2 separate regions of the Anas platyrhynchos genome follow, and region 2 is linked to region 1. The links are chromatin contacts, called in public Hi-C maps. All regions are on one chromosome and are shown on one strand. The core of a region is the stretch at or near the end of the contact, and the rest is flanking DNA. Distances in the headings are between cores, read along the strand shown. Region 1 holds the start of KIF26B (kinesin family member 26B). Region 2 holds the start of SMYD3 (SET and MYND domain containing 3).

Region 1 (3,382 bases), core at 380-2,879:
CAGCGAGCCGGGGGAGCTGGTGCCGATGCCGGGCGAGGCGGGTCCCGGCGAGCCGCTGAAGGAGCCCGGCGACGAGGTGCCGGAGCCCGGGGACGGCGTGCCGGAGGAGCCCAGCGCCGAGCCCGCTCCCTCCGGGGCCGGGCGCCCGCCGGCACGGGACTCCTCGTACGCCCTCCGGTACCAGCTCTCGGGGGAGAAGGGGGCGCCGGGCTTGGTGGGCGAGCAGGGCTCGGTCACCTGCAGCGGAGAAGGAGCAGCGGGTCAGGCGGGGCCGGCAGCCCGCTCCCCCCCGCGCCCCGCGCCCCAACTTACCCCGTATTTTCTGCTCCGCGCCGTGCCCGCGCCCCGCTCCTTGGTCCCGGCCACCGAGGTCATGGTGGCTCGGCAGCGCCGGGTGCCAGCGGGCTCCCAGCCGCATCCGAGGGCGCCGGCGGTCCCGGGGAAGCGCCTCCGCCGCCGCGGGGTGGCTCAGCCCCGAGACGCCCTCAGTGCTCGGCGAGGGGCTGCGCGGCGGGGCTGTCCCCCGGCCGCCTCGTCCTCATCGCCCCCCGCCGCTCCCGCAGCGGCTGCCGAGCCTCCCGCCCCCGCTACGGCCGCAACTTGTTCCCCCCTTCAGGTCCGTCACCGAGTTGCGAGCAAAGCCTCCAAAAAAATACCGGGAGCCGGTCCCCGGGAGGAGGAGCCGCCTCTCCTCCTCCTCCTCCTCCTCCTCCTCCTGCCGTGCCCGCAGCCTCGCTCGGGCAGGGGCCGGGGGCTGCGAGGCGCTGCCGGGGAGGGTCCCTGCGATTTTGCGGTGCGCCCTGATTGGCACCGGAGATTTTTTGCCCCCCTTTTTCTTGCGAAGGGCGGGCGGTGGGTGTGGGTGTGTGTGTAGGGGGGGGACCGTGTTGCTCGCACCGCAGTTATTGGTCACTCGCCGCTGCTCGGGGCTTTCACGAGTGCTCGCAGTCCGCCCCGAAGAGCTGCGAAGGAAGAAGCGAGCTCTCCCCGCGACGGGCACGGGCAGCCCTTCGCCGTGTTGCGATCCTGTGTGTATTAATCTAACTCGCGGCCGAGGGCGTCATAAATTGAGCTCCTAACAATAAAACCCTACAGTCTCGTTTCGCTGTTCATCTTTCCCCACAATCACGGTTTGCAGGCTGTGGGCTACGCGCATCTGGCCGCAGCTCCCTGTTCACCTCCAGCCCTGCAGACAGCACAACCACTCCTCAGAGATCTTCCTCCTCGCCTCAACTTGCCGATTCTCTCAGAAACGGGTGCCATAAAGAGCCGAACCCAGACCCCCTGGGACAGCCAAAACAGGGGGGATGCGACAGAGAGGGCAGATCACGCCGGGACCCGCTCCCCTTCGCACCCTCCTATTGCCACCCCCAGCAGCGCAGCCCTGCGGCGGGGAGCCCTCCGCGGTGCCCCGCTGCCCCTCCGCTGCCACGGCTCGGCGCGGCCGTTCCTGCTGGGGAAGCCGCAGCCCGGACACCCCGGGCCGTGCCCCCGGCCGCCCAGCGGGCAGCACCGGGAGGCGCGGGGAGATGCGCTCAGGGGCGGCTGCGGAGCCGGGCGGGGCCGGCGGCGTTCGCGGGCGGCGAGCGCCCTCTGCGGGCGGCCGTTGCTGGCGACCGTTGGCGGCCGTTGCTGGCCGTTGGTGGCCGTTGCTGGCGCGAGGTCTGGCTCCCTCGGTCCATAGCTGTTCATAGCGCCGCCCGGGAGGGAAGGGGCTCGGGGTGTGCCGAAACACACGGGTCTGCCCAGCCTGAGGAGGCTCGGCTGCCAGCTGCCTCTCCCTCCTGACGGGTGACGGTGTTTATCGGTGGTTTGGGTCATTCAAAATAGACTGCGAGGATTTTCGGGAGCTGGGATGCACCAAAAATCTCCAATTGGAGAGATCTTGCTGCTAAAATCTTTGCATCTCTCGTTATTTTGTGGTGGCCAAAGAACAAGACACTATAGTGTCACTCCAGCAAGAAGCCCTACCAAGAACCCTGTCTCGGGGTTAACACCTGCTCTGAGAAGCAGCCAAGCTTTTTCCCATCTCTTTGGGATCCCTCGTGTGGAAGTTCATGAGGTTTCCTCTCGTAACCCCTTCTGCTCCATGTGTCACCAAGGAGTAGAGCTCAGTGACGTGGTTTAGTGGAGGACTGGTTAGGGTTAGATCAGAGGTTGGACTGGGTGATCTTCAAGGTCTCTTCCAACCTAGATGATTGTGTGATTCTGTAAAGGAAAGACGTTTATTTAGCAGTGTCATCAGCAAACCACTGACACACAGCTCCCCCAAAGCTGCCTCTCTATTTCAAATTTACCTATTATCTTGTGCTGCAAATCACTTACACCAGCAGTTCAGAACAGCTGCTAGACGGGGCCACAATGGCGCTTAAGCTTCTGCTACAGGTTCTAGTAATCATCTCACATTGGGACCTTCCTTCCTCACAGCTTTTCTAGTTCAAGCAAGGGGAGAGATTTACCCTCTCTGGAGTGAGCTCATTAAGGTGATTTAGCACCTGTGTGATCCCAGGTGCAGACTGATGTACTAGTTTAAAACACCTATAAGCAGTGGCTGCAGAAGACATTTAGTTAATAAAGAAAGACTTTCTGTCCTGTAGATAATTTTAGATCTCAATCTAGATATTGCACCTCTCTGGAGTTTATAACCTGCCTTTTAGCTAGTATACACATTTCCAGTTTCTTTATCACACAGCAGTGTGTTTGCTCAGGTGTACTATCACTCTGATACTTTCAGTGGATTTCTTCTGAACAGATCTCAGTATGGGTGCAATTAAATCTGACCTAGAAGTTCAGCTTCATCACTCAAATCTGAGATGCTGGCACCATCCCAGTTCTATCAATAAACAGCAGTTTATGAGAGCTGGAAATGTTGGTTGCATCAAAGAAATCCTTTGAGGTATTCACATTTATTATAAATCTCAGGATAAAAAAGGTGACAGCAACTGTAAGTTGAAGAGTCATCACTGCCTGCACAGAAGCTTTGTTTCCAAGTTTGGTGCTAATAAGTCTCAGTATCAGGTCTTACTTACAATTTTAAAAAGCTTCCTTGGGGAGATTTGAAATTCATGACAGCTCTGATACTTGCTTAAAGCAGAATATTAATGACTCAGAGGCCATTGGGGGACAGAGAGGAAATTGAAGGCATTTGTGGTAACAGTGACAAAGAATTAATTGTAAAGATAGAAACAGCTAATTACAAATAAAACTACCAGGACTTTTCTAGTTTGACATATTTCTTCTCTAAAACCTTTCCAGTTCTTGTTCCCATTCCCTTGCTGAAGTATAGGAACACTTCAGCAGAAAGCTCTGTGAAGAACACACCAAGTCCTTTATCCTTTTGTGTAGCACATACAGCAGAAACACACACATCCACAGCCTGCAT
Region 2 (3,330 bases), core at 801-3,300, 680 kb before region 1:
ATTTATAACTTAATATTGGGCATTTTGAGCAAAATCTTGATCACAGAAAATCCAGTTTTGTGTCTTGCTGGTTGGAATGGGCATTGCATGTAAATGAATAAAGTTCAGAATTTGATTAGCTGTCTGAGTCACTTCATTACTGCAATTCTTTCTGTAAATTCACTTTGTGAAATGTGTTGTCTTGAGATGGAAAAACTAGGCTTCTACACACTGTCTCATCTACAGACAGTAAGGAAGTGTGACTAATTCAGCAGCATCAGCCACAATTAAGTGGTATTTCCCACAAAAGTGCCTCTACTACGTGTCTGGACAGCTGCGTCTGTGCAGAATGTGTCATGCATTTCACATAGCTTTTGGGAAGTCTGACCAGTGGATGACTTGGTCACGTAAAAGAACACATAATAAATAATGAGAATTAATTCAACTAAGTGTAGTCAAGTGCTAGATGACCATTTAGTGGAATATAAAGCCACAATATCATTATGCTCATTAAACATCTGAGCTGGATGTTGAACTTTTTGCCATTGCTCAAATTGCATTGAATGGCCCTGTGTAGGCAGACATCCATGTAAACTATGGATGTAGATATCCAGAATTGTAGATACTGAAATAGATGTTGAAATACCCAACCCTATTACTGTTTTTGTTTGTATGGGTAATGCCTGCTTAGACAGTCTATAAAATAGCATATACAAGGAAACACAGAAAACTAAATAGGTGAAGGAGTAAAGCATACAAGCCAAGTGCAGAGGTAGTAGTTTGATATTTTAATGATATTTGAGAATAATTCTCAAGTATCTTGCAGTATCACTGTAATCAAACGCTTGTAACAAGTTTGCTTGGCATACTTAAGTGTAGTAACATATGTGACTGTCAACCAGTTTGTTGTCAGTTCTTTTGGTAACAAAGTACAAAACTGCAGCGTTTAAGTGAATGTCTAAATGGATACATTTTTCCGTGGGAATCTTTTTTTTTTTTTTTTTTTTTTTTTTTTTTTCCCCTGTGAGAATCTACCTTGGTTCTTCCCAGCAGCAGTATTTTGGATATGTGCATTGCTACCTGTGACTACCCTGTTGTAGCTTGAATGAAAATATTTGAGGACTAAAATAATTGTTATTGAGAACAAAAGCAAGTGCATTTTGGAAACGGAATGCTGTTTGGCAGAATTGTTGGGCCTGTTTCTGAGTTTTTTTTGGCAGGACAATTTAATGTTCCTTTCCAAAACAGAAGCCCTGACTCCCTCTGTAGGCACAGTAAGGAAGAGCAGACTAAGCTTATCTGTAGACTTCACATATAGCAAGCATAATGTATGTTATCTCTTAAATGAATGAAAGCTGCACAGACTCAGTTGACACTGACAACCCTTTGGGTGGCAGTACAAAACGAGTTTGTTTTTCCCTATGTTGTACATTGAAGGATGCAGCAGGCTGGCTGTGGTCAAGTGCACTGGTGGCCAGGCTGGAGGAGCACTGGCTGGGGGACACAGCCCTGGGCTGAGGCCTGAGGAGATCACCCTGGCAGAAGGAGGCCCAGCCCAGGCCCAGAAGTTAATTTCTCTGCTGTGTGTGATGTTGTGGGTGTGCAGCCTCCCCCTATCCTCATGCCACTTCCATTTCTGTATACGTTTTTTCCACATCCTTGTCACTGTTGAGGCTGGGTGGGCGCTGCAGTGAAATGAGCAGTGCAGAGTCAGGCTGATGTGGCAGTGCAAACTTCGTTATTGCTTCAGGTGTCTCCTAGGGAGGGACTGCTGGAAGTGTGGAGGCCAGAAAAGGAGCTGCAGGATTTTTCACCTCCTTGCTCATGACACTTGCAATCAAAATTTTGATTTTTATGGGTGCCTTAGTTCCATTAAAACAAAAACAAAGAGTCACTGAGAAAAAGCCCCAACCACCACACAGTCTATTTGTCATTAGCCACACGGGCTGCAATTAACGAGAGCGCTTCTAATCGCTTTGTTTAGCGCCACGAGATGAGTCGTGACTGGGCGCCCTGTCACGGGCAGGCGCCTCCACACGCGTGCCCCCGGCGTGCCGGCGGTTATAAGCGCTAAGATGGCAGCGCGGGCGGCGTGACGTGGCGGGAGGGGCCGCCCATTTTGTGTGTGGCGGCAGCATGGAGGCGGCGGCGCTGCTGGAGCGGTTCCGCAGCCCGGGGAAGGGCAGCGGGCTGCGCGCCCGGCGGCGGCTGCGGCCCGGCGAGCTGCTGTACCGGGCCGAGCCCTTCGCATACGTGGTCAGCAAGGAGCTGCTGGGCGGCGTGTGCGAGCGCTGCCTGCAAAGGTAGGGAGGAGCGGGGGGAAGGCGGCTACCGCCATCGCCGCCCGCCCAGCGCCGCCCCTTCCGCCGCTGTGGAGGGCGGGCGGGTCGGGGAGGGCTGGGGGCAGCGCTGGGGCTGTGCGGGGAGATGGGGGATGGCCCTGCCCGAAGCAATGTGTGGGGTGTGGGGGGATCCGTGCTGCACGTGTGTCCGCGGGTCTTTGCCAGGGGCACCTGGCGAGCCCAAGTCCCGCTGGTGGGAGGAAAGCAGCGGTGTGGCTGTGTGTGGGTACCGGAATGTGTGCTGGCAGGCAGTCAAAACTCGTCTGGGGTCACTGGGATGTTGAGAAGAAATTCAGTATTGCCAGTTTTTGCCCTGCCTCATAACTACCTGACGCGTGTTTTTTAATTCCGGGGCTTTGCTTCCTGTCCTCGCAGAGCCTCCCAGCTGCAGCTCAAAGAAGTGATGCTGTGATCCCCATGTCCCTGGGGAGAAGCTTGGTGCTGTGTGTCAGGTTGCACCTGCATCCAACCTCAGGGTATTAAAAAAATAAAAAAATGGCATAAGATTTCTAGGTGATGTTTCTGGGAAGCCTGGCTCGTGATTTCAGGGTGCCTCAAGAGGGTGGCTGCCTGCACCTTGAGGCAATGAGGGGCAGCTGGCCTCGGGGGCAGGCTGGCACCAGCGACTGCAGCGAAAATCCATCTCAGGTGTTATGCATTTGTATGTTTATTGTTAACAGTGGTATTAGTAGAAAGTGCAAGTTAAATAAAGTTTAATTTACCACGGTTCAGATTCCACTGCAAAGCGTGCACTGGTTGTGAAGATTTAGTAGATCCAAACTATGCGAACAGATTTTCTTATTTATCGAATTAAAACCAGTTTCTACTTATTCAAGAGACTTCATTAAACTAATGATGTGTATATTCACACACAGTTCTTTTTACACACGTGGAAGTTAAATAAAACAGTCTGCACCTGCTGAAGTGGGATGTGAAATTGAACTGCGTCATGGCTCTGGCTTAAATGCAGGATGCAGAGTGATCCTTATTGAAAGCCAGGTAGGAGAAA

Evidence for each region. A called contact is a pair of places that touch in the nucleus more often than the background predicts.
Region 2: a Hi-C map of subcutaneous adipose tissue shows a contact between it and region 1, with 3 times the contacts expected there. The contact joins the promoter of SMYD3 here to the promoter of KIF26B in region 1. A contact is called at or near these places in 2 of 8 Hi-C or Micro-C datasets (skeletal muscle and subcutaneous adipose tissue).

Annotation. Positions count from the first base shown.
Region 1 is chr3:30,917,729-30,921,110 of IASCAAS_PekinDuck_T2T, reverse strand. It overlaps KIF26B (kinesin family member 26B), which reads right to left and starts at 1,629. Exons shown (of 15, transcript XM_027453855.3): 1 at 313-1,629; 2 at 1-237. The coding sequence starts at 375.
Region 2 is chr3:31,597,962-31,601,291 of IASCAAS_PekinDuck_T2T, reverse strand. SMYD3 (SET and MYND domain containing 3) reads left to right here and starts at 2,050. Exons shown (of 11, transcript XM_038176760.2): 1 at 2,050-2,282. The coding sequence starts at 2,116.